Linked DNA regions of Ovis aries: region 1 is linked to region 2. Evidence: chromatin contacts called from public Hi-C data. All regions are on one chromosome and are shown on one strand. The core of a region is the stretch at or near the end of the contact, and the rest is flanking DNA. Distances in the headings are between cores, read along the strand shown.

Region 1 (4,800 bases), core at 307-2,806, 350 kb after region 2:
ATATACTTTCTCCTTTTAAAAATTATTTTCCTTTAAAAAATAAGCAAAACATCACATTTCCAAATACCACTGCTTGTTTTCTAAACTTTACAAATTTAAATTTTCTCTGTATCTGTTTCTGGTTTCCATTCTGTCACACACGCGTATATACAAACTCATTCGATAACTTTATGGATGTGAGAGAAAAATCTCAAGATAACATAAAGAAATAAAGAGGGATTTGAAATAAGTTCTTTTATCCAGCTTTCCTTTAAGTTTTAAAGCTACACATCTAGGCCATAAAATCGTGGTGTTTATTTAATCTTCAAAATGTTTGTGTTTAAGAATAATTCACAGACTGTTAAATCAGAAAGAACCTTAAGGAAACATCTAGAGCCTATGATAATGCCTGGTACACAGTAAATGCTGAATAAACATTTAGTGAAGGAACATTTAGGGAGAAGGTTCTTACTGTAACTTAAAAAAGAAAAAAATGAAAACAAAATTCCAAACTAAATCTGAGCATTAGAGGGGCTAAATTAATTGCTCAAGACTGTTTAGTGAGTTTAAGAGTTGGGTCTAGAATTTATTTCTCACAGTTTCCAGCTATGGTGTTTTCCCAGCAACCTGTTGACTTGCTTATATAGGACTGTCAAATATATATCTGTCAAAGACACATCATAGGAAAAAAAAATATCAGAAGGCAAAGTCCTTGGGTTCACCATCTCCCAAAGTCACCTAAAATGCTCATATATGATGTGAAATATGTAGTGTAAATATCATATATATATAATATGCAAAATACAAATCTTGCCTATATTGACTCAAAAGGCCTATTTTTAAGGAAAAGGGTCAATAGTCCACCTTCCATGACTTACTCTACTTTACAGCAGTTCGTATGTGCACACAGGTGATCTGCAGTCCTCTGACCAGCTAAAAGTAGAGTGGCTGTTTCAGCAAAATGATTATCTTTGTTTCTGTGTATTGTTGTGTTGATTTTTCTCAGTTTACCTACGAATGAAGCATTAACAACCTCAATCCATTACCGTCCTAATAAACTTATCTTGGACTATTTTGGCCTATGTGATAGCTAACCCATTGACAAAAGAAATCCAAGCTGATAAAAGGTTTTCCTGGCCACTTGTTAGCCAGGTCATGCTGTAAAATCATAACACAATGCACGCCTCTTCCATGGGGCACCACAAGGCAACGATTAAAAAAAAAAAAAAAAACAAACCCTCACTTCCATATCCAGTGGAGTTGTAGTTTATTACTATAACCCTCCCAAGTCAAAAGGACACCAATTTCAAGCCTTGCAACTTGGTGCAGACAGGGTTTTTCCCTCTCAACCCACTCTGCTGGGCCTCTCTACCTGTCCTCTCCTACTGTCTACAGGTCCCGAACATTAGAAAATAGAAAATGTGATGATCTTTGTGTGTCTCTGTAAAATGTGTGTATGTGTGCGTGTGTTTGGGTGTAACGGGCCTTCTGTTTGGTCGCGCGGCCTGTCCGTCAGGGAGCGGACCAATGGCAGGCTGCCTTATATAAAATGAGTGTTTTCAGTCTCTCCGGGTTGCATGTACTGTATGTGGAGCAGTGTACAGTGAAGCGGAGGCAGAGCGGCTCCGCGAGCTCCTCTCCACTTTCCCATAGAGAACCCCTGACTGGCCACTGAGGGCGAGCCACACACACGCCCTCGCGCCCGGCGAGCCCGCGAGGTAAGCGCCCCCCATCCCCAGCCCTTCTCGGGCGCTCTCCCCGCACTTTCTGTTTTCCTACTCACTTGCGAGCCGCCGGGCTGCAGCCCCAAGGACTCCGCGGCAGGAGCAGCGGCGGCGGCGGCGGCGGCGGCAGCCGGTAGGCTGGACTTGAGGAAGACGGAGGGAACCCCGCGCGTCCGGAGCCGCCGCCAGCCGGCCCGCTCCCTGGGCACTTTCCCCCTCCGCCAAAACTTTGGGTCGGGAGAGGTCGGGGGCGAGGGTCGCGGCGGCCGCGCCGGCGGCGGGTGGGGGGCGCGGAGGCAGTGCCCTGCGGGCGGGAGGCTGGGGGCCGGGCTGGGGAGTAGTAGGCCAGCCGGTGCCAGGCTGCGTTTGCAACCAGCACCTCTCGGCACACAGGCAGCGCCGCCCGAGAGGGGCACGGGAGCCGGGGCGCGGGCAGGAGCAGCCCGAGGAAAACAACAACAGAGCCCTCACGCCGGCGGGCGGCTCGTGGCCGCCCGGGGAGCCCCAAACTTCATCTCGGCGAAAGTACGTGGAGCCCAGCCTGGGCTCGGCTGCCGGGGAGGTGGGGCCTGGGGAGTCGGGGCAAGGGAGGAAGGTACGAGCAGCCAGCCCTCAGTGGATTGATTGAACGTTTCGAGTGCGTCGGTGACCGGGAACAGTTCATCTGGAGAGTTGGGATCTGGGTGTTCCGGCCCCGGAGATCGGTGCCCTCTCACCCCCCCACCCCTAACCAAATGCGCGGCGAGTAGAGAAAGTGCTGTTTTAGTGCCAGAGTGGCTAGGAGGAAGAATAGGGGGAGAGGGGGAAGAGGGTGAGGGAGTAGGGGAGAGAGAAGAGGGAGGGAAAGCCGGCGGGGGGGAGGGAGGGCAAGAGAGAGAGAGGGAGAACCGGAGAGAACGGGAGAGAGAGAGAACGAGAGAACGCGAGGGAAGAGAGGAGGGGGAAGAGGAGGAGGGAGGCTGTGTCAGGATTTTGCTTGAATGTGGGATTATGTTGTGTCAATAAGTTTAAGGTGGAGGGAGCGAAACTGGGGGTGGTGGTGGAGGGGAGGAGGAAGGCCTTGGCTGTTTAAAGTCTTATTTCTGAAGGTAAGTTATGGCATTGCATGGTCGCGATGACAGAAAACTTGCAGATCCTTTATCCGGGGATGGGGTCGATGGCTCTAGAAAGAGCTCCCCAGCCCCTTAAGCCACACTCGTGTTACACTGTTATTTGCTGCGATCCGGGTCGCTAGTAAATTACCGAAATCAGACTCGAGGTTTCTTTTCCTCCTCCACCTCGTCTCGCTCGCTCACCCTCAGAAATGTATTATTATTATTTTTTTATTTTTTGGTATTGTATGAAACTTAACGTGAGTCCTGTAATTTACAAGGACCCTGAATCCAAGAATCTGGAACACGTTTATGTGTGAAATATCCACGATCATTTCAGCTAAATGAGGAAGGTAAAACGAAACGATGCAAAAAGCTAAGACACAACATGTACGACAGAGGAGGGGGGGGGGGAGAGGGAGAGACGGAGAGAGAAGCTATTTTTTGCTTTCCTTTCTGTAGAAAGGAAAATAAAACGTGCATTCCCCTTCTCTCCCGGTTTGTAGGGTCTAGTCAGTATTTTAACTGTCTGAGGACAGATTAGTCCAGGTGGATCTCGTTGAAAAGTTTCGTGAGGTGGGGTGGAGGTGGGGGGGGGTACGAAGGGGAAGGTGGGTGGAGGTGGTGGGGGATGGGGACGGAGCGAGCTCTGCCTCTGCTAATGGTCATTGGCCTGGGGCTTTGAAACCATTGCCTGTCCTGCTAATGACACGTCCAGTTCTAGTCTCCCGGCCGCGGACGCCGGGCTGCCGGGGACTGGGGTACTTTCCCCGCGCGGGGAGGGGCGTTCTTCGCCATCCCTTGGGGTTGCCCACTCGCGGCGTGGGAGGCCCCCCACGCGCGCCCCCTCTTCTGCGCGCCGCCGCCACCTCTGCTCGCATGACTTCTGTAGCCAGCCCGCGGCGAGGGGGCGCAGGGGGTCCCCGGTGCGGATGTCCCCGCGCGGCCACCCCGCTCCCGCCCCACGCGCGCCGCGCGGTCCAAGCCCGGAATGGCAGCGCCGGGCCGGGCGGCCGTGCCTCCCCGGGGGGCAGCGGAGGCAGCAGCGGTGGCGGCGGGATCTTCGCCGGGGCCCGCGGGAGGAGGAGGAGAGGGAGGAGGAGGAGGAGGGGAAGGAGGAGGAAGACGAGGAGAGGGAGGTGTTTTCTGCCCAGACCGCCGCCAGTTCGAGCGGGCACGGCGACGGGGCCACCCCACTCGTTGCTTCTCCGTTATGGAAAGGTGTTTAGCAGACTTTTACGCCCGGAGTGTGGGATTTACACTTCATTTTTTTTTTCTCCCCCTTCTTCCCCAAAGCAAGATGGACTCTATTCCCTTTCTCTTTCTCCCTCTGCCTCTGTCTTGTCAGCCTTTAAGATCGACATTTTGTACTAAGATGCAAACTTGATGGTGACCAGCAACAAAGCCGGGGTGGGATCCCTCGCTCCCTTCCTCCCTCTCCGTTTCCCATCTACCCCCACCCCGACCTGGTGGCCCTGCACTAGACCCCGGGGGCTCTGGCGATGTGTTCCCCGCTCGGTTCCGATCTCTAATCTCGGGATTGTGACCGGGGCCGAGCGTTTGGGCGACATATGTGGCCGCCCAGGTCTGCAGGGCTGAGGGCTGCGCTACCTGGACCCGCTGCCGTCGCCTTGCCACCTCTGGCCGGCTTCTGAGCACGGGGAGACTCGGACTGCCTGTCGATTGCCATGATTTGGTTCCTGGTGCATTTCTCCTGGGGACGGCGATCACTTGTGCAAGTTGATAAATGATCACTGTGTGGGTTTGGGGTGTTCAGAATAGATCAACTTTCTGCTTTGTACATTACTGGGAGTAGGGAGAAAGTGTGCTGGAGACACCCTAGAATGCCAGCTGGGCTACCCTCAGCCTCTGCCCTTGGAAAACTGGGAGCTCTTTGCCTTAATTGCCCCACAACGCCTAGGGGTGGGGATGGCGAGAAGGAGGGGTTGGTGGGGAGCGGGCCTCCTGGGTTTCGGGGTCCTTCTTTCGTAGATGTTGCAGGAGTT
Region 2 (4,695 bases), core at 1,340-3,839:
CAGGGTATCTTCCTGACGCAGGAATTGAACCTGGGTCCTCCACATTGCAGGCAGATTCTTTACCGTTTGAGCTACCCGGGAAGCCTCATATACTCTATAGTATAACATAGTATATTTGCAGAGAAGATCCATTTCTCAGTAACCCAAAGAAATTCGGAAACCATTTATGCTTACAGTTTTCTTAGATACTGGCATTCAATACAATTTGAGTAGAACAATTTGATAACAGCAGATAATTTGGGTTATACCATCAAGGTGGCAAAAAGCATGTTTCAATATACTATGAATTTTGTACAATGAAACACTGATAAATTAATTCTTGACCAAAAAGAAAATGTTTCAGCCTCCTTTTGAAACACATGCATCATCATTCATTGCTCTCTGTCTTTGTGTTTCTACCAGGTAGGCTGCATATAGCCAGATCTGATAAGAACTGCACAGACAGAAATATTGAAAATTCATATGCAACTTATGAAAATCATTAAAAAGAGATTCAAGTACTGACATGGTGGAATTTTGGTGTTTTAGTTTTTCTCATTTAAAAAGTTTCTAAATATACTTTAGCATTTGAATAGAAACAAATATTACTAATACTTCCTTCCAGGTCTATATAAATTCCTCCTAATTTCACTCTTCTCCTCTGTAGAAATCAAATGTGTATCTAGTTTACATAGGCACAGCATAGTACAAAGGCTCCTAGTAAGTAAGTGCTCATATTTCATTTAGCGGGTATTTACTACAAATGTGTGCAAACTTGTATAAAGCACTTGTATAAAGTGCTAGAGTACTAGGGATCATGTAAAGATACATAAAAAGGATAGCCAGCTTTCCTGATTTGTAATTTTAAAAAATAAAATGAATACAAATAAAATAAAATAGTAAAGAGAAGAAATGAAATAAAATGATAAAATAAAAAAGGGTGGGGAAATTATTTTTCTACCTCTTGGGCTCCTTCTTATATGATCATCATATTGTTGTTCTACATTTTGCTAAGTTACTATAAAAAGCTTAAAGGCAGATTCTATCATATTTTTCACCCTATCTTTAACATCTGCCATAATGAAGAAGAGGCTTTCCTGGTGGCTCAGGCAGTAAAGAATTTGCCTGCAATGCAGGAGACCTGGGTTCAATCCCCAGGTTGGAAGGTCCCCTGGAGGAGGGCATAGCAACCCACTCCAGTATTCTTGCCTGAAGAATCCCATGGACGGAGGAGCCTGGCAGGCTACAGCCCATGGGGTCACAGAGTCGGACACGACTGAGCAACTAAGCACAGCACATAATGAAGAATATAAATTTAAGTGAGTAAATAAACATTAAAATGTCACATAAGAGAGAGAAACAAAATGCTACAAGCACTAAAATCAACACTGAATGCAACTGCCTCAAGTATTAAGGAAACAGCTTATTATTATTTGAAATAAATGATTTAAATGTTTTCTCAAAATCCACCATTTGTGATTTGAGGTGGGGACTTCAGAAGTTAGAAACAGCATTCTTAGCAATATCTAGAGCCAAATCTAAATCTTTGAAGAGTAGTTCAGGCTGGATTTCTAGGTTTATCCTAACAGGATGTAATTTTGTATATAAATATACATGTGATTTTGTAAATATTAAAAGATTCTTCTCTAGTCATGTTCCTCATGGAGAAAGAGTCTGAGCAAAAATCAAACGCTGAAACAAGGCCCCTACTTTTTAAATTGCTTTTACTGAATCTGAGGGGATCCGGGCAGCACCTTATTACCTAATCCCATGGAAGAGCTGGAATACAGATAATTCTAGCAGCCCACAGTGGCTATAGTTCTGAAACAAATAACATGAACTCCCATGCTCAAACACACACGTCTGCATATGCACCGACTTCCATCCAGGAGATAGACCTGACCCTTTTAGAAATGGCAGAGTAAATCAGGAAATCAGCTCCAAGGATTCTGTCCTTCTGCTCTGCTTCAGGGACCCAAATTCACATCCTAATGGTTTTAAGTTTCCATGACCAAACCCAACAACAAGGGGCAGAAGACCTGAAGGCCCACAAATAGCCCATCCACGCTCTTCTGTGGAGACAAAACAGTTTTCTCCAACATCCTTGGAAAAATGTGAAGGATCTGTTCGCCACTGAACTGCTTCACCCCTGTTGTATGTAAATTATTCATTACCCTCTCCTTTGGCACATTTGGCACTCCATTTTCTCTGCTCACTTCATCAGCTATCTCAATTGACTTGTGCTCTGCTCTCTTCAGAAACTTAAAAGACAAACTGCATTCATTAGCCAAATAACCGAATCATACATTTCTTTTAGATATATTGGGGAGTAGGGAAAGTGCTTTGGGATTTCTTTAATAGCTTTTTAGAAAGCAACTCCTTAAATTATTCTATGTTAAATCTTTGAAATGCTTTGTCTAACTTTCTCTGATAGCATGATATTGCGCTAAAACATTGGAGTGTTAGGAAAACCTATTTCTGTTGTCAGTACTTCACTGTGAACAGCAGGGGGCAATAGCATATCAAAAATTTCGGAAACTGTCTCAGGCTCTCAGAAACGCTGTTGAATTGCGGCACTGGGTCTGTGTTTCCCAGCCCGATGATCTCAGCTCTAAGATGAAGTCTTTTGCTTTGTGTCCTATTTTACAATGCACTGTTCAGTTTTCTGTGAGTTGTGACTTATTCAGACAGCATTTCACTGTCAGCTTAGCTTAAAAAAAAAAGGTGAGAAAAAAAAGGGGGGGGGAAGGAGAAAATTAAAGTGCAGCCAAACGAAATACAAAAAGACAAATAATCCTGCCTGTATTTAAAGTTTGTCCCTTCTCTGTTCCCATCCACTGCAATCTTGAACATAGTTTTTCTGGATTACAGACTTAATTTACCCTTAAACCTTCCCACATTGATGCACGCATTTCATTTTACCTTCTCTGTCATACAATTTTCTGTTGAAACAACAGATATCTGTATAAAAAGGAAAAACTGTTTGAAGCTGAATACTTTTTAAAAGAATTTAGAAAAAAACTTCTATGTTGTGTGCTAGCCTTTGGTCAAGCATCTCTGTATAGAATTTTTGTATTTTTCTGCCTTTTAAACATTTATTAGTCAAGATACATTTCATTGTTATGTTTCAATAAAGTTATTCCCCTGTGAATTCACACCTTCAGCTAAACGGCAAAAAAGCTGAAGTTGCGAAGCTACAGCTGATGAATTTGGGGGTAGAATATAACGTAGAAACTAGACCATCAAAGATTTGAGAATATAGTCAAGGATCGTTTCCACTGCATTGGAAGGTGTTTCATAATCCAACCTTCAAAATCAGCAGAGATTAAACTATTTCACGCATAATTTGAGTTACACCTTAAAATATAAAACCGCTAAGACTGGCTTCTTCTCCCACCTAGGCTGAAATTCCCAGAGTTATTAATTTATTACCATGGGATGGCGAAGTAATATAATTTCAACATGTGGCAACAAAATTCCTCTTCAAGGGATATTTCTTCCCTCCTTGAGACTGAGGGCCCTATCTGATACTCTTGACTTTATCCCTTCTGGCCTGTCTCCTAGTATTCGGCTGCAAACAGCATTCCAGTCACACCAGCCTCCTTGCTGGTCTTTGAAAACACACCAAGTAATCATGTGTCTCTAGGCCTTGCTGTTCTCTCAGTCAGGATAAATCTTACTCCACTTATCTAAATGACTCATTCCTTCACCTACTTCAAGAGTATGTCCAGGGACCTCCCTGGTGGTCCAACAGCTAACACTCTGTGCTCCCAATATAGAGGCCCCAGGTTCAATCCCTGACCAGGGAACTAGATCTCATAAGCCTCAACTAAGAGTCTGCATGCCGCAACTGAGACCAGAGTAGCCTAATAAATAACTTTTTTTAAAAAAGAGTATGTCCAAAAGTCAGTTTCTCCATGACGCTTTCCCTGACCACTTACTTAAAATAGAAAATTTCCCGCAGCATTTCCTACACTCCTTGTCCTCCTTTATCTTCCTCATTAGTACTTATCACCAAATATGCCACATATTACATTAAAATATAATAAAAGTGAGTTATCTGAGACCAAACATATCAACTAATAGGGACTTAACCCCCCATATTACAAGGACGAACAAAGCGGTTGATCCTAAAACAAAATCCAACTTTTTGCTGCACGTAAAAGACAAACACATACCAAAAACAAAATAATTCAGAAATGTTAATAATGAAAGGAGGCAAAAAGGTATGTCAAGAAACTACAAAGAAAGAACTAATATTTTGAAATCCAATTAAACAGAATTTAGAACAAAGCCTATTACCAAGTCAAAGAGCATTTTACAAGTTTAAAGGCTACCATCACAGTGAAAATAAAATATTTATGAAAGATATGCAGCAAATAACACAGTAGCTTCTTTTACTTAGCAGAAACTACAAGAGTCAAAGAGACTAGAAATACATTAGTAGCACTTTAGTATACTTCTCTTAGTCCAAGACCAAAAATGGTACCAAAAACACTTGTAATAGTTGAGTCTGTAGTTATATTCAGAGACATCTATACCTCAATAAATTATAGTAAGAAAAATACAAATAATATTCTCCATCAATGACATGATAAAAGTATGAATCCATAACAAGCAAAGCACAAGAAAATCTTCCCACATTGAAATTTTAAGTTTTCTATTAAACTTAGCTTGGCTCAAGGAAAAACAACAACTGATAATGAAATTTTCTAG

The links. A called contact is a pair of places that touch in the nucleus more often than the background predicts.
Region 1: a contact with region 2 is called in a Hi-C map of muscle, with 5 times the contacts expected there. The contact joins the promoter of BBX here to the enhancer-like site in region 2. A contact is called at or near these places in 2 of 16 Hi-C or Micro-C datasets (mixed tissues and muscle).

Annotation. Positions count from the first base shown.
Region 1 is chr1:173,195,406-173,200,205 of ARS-UI_Ramb_v3.0, forward strand. BBX (BBX high mobility group box domain containing) reads left to right here and starts at 1,557. Exons shown (of 17, transcript XM_060417221.1): 1 at 1,557-1,697. It also overlaps the pseudogene LOC132659967.
Region 2 is chr1:172,844,567-172,849,261 of ARS-UI_Ramb_v3.0, forward strand. No RefSeq gene overlaps it. Among named protein-coding and RNA genes, the nearest start is that of CCDC54, 160 kb to the right of the region's middle. Within about 2 kb of position 2,590, at least 6 of the 54 cell types and tissues checked have an H3K27ac peak or open chromatin away from gene starts, as enhancers often do.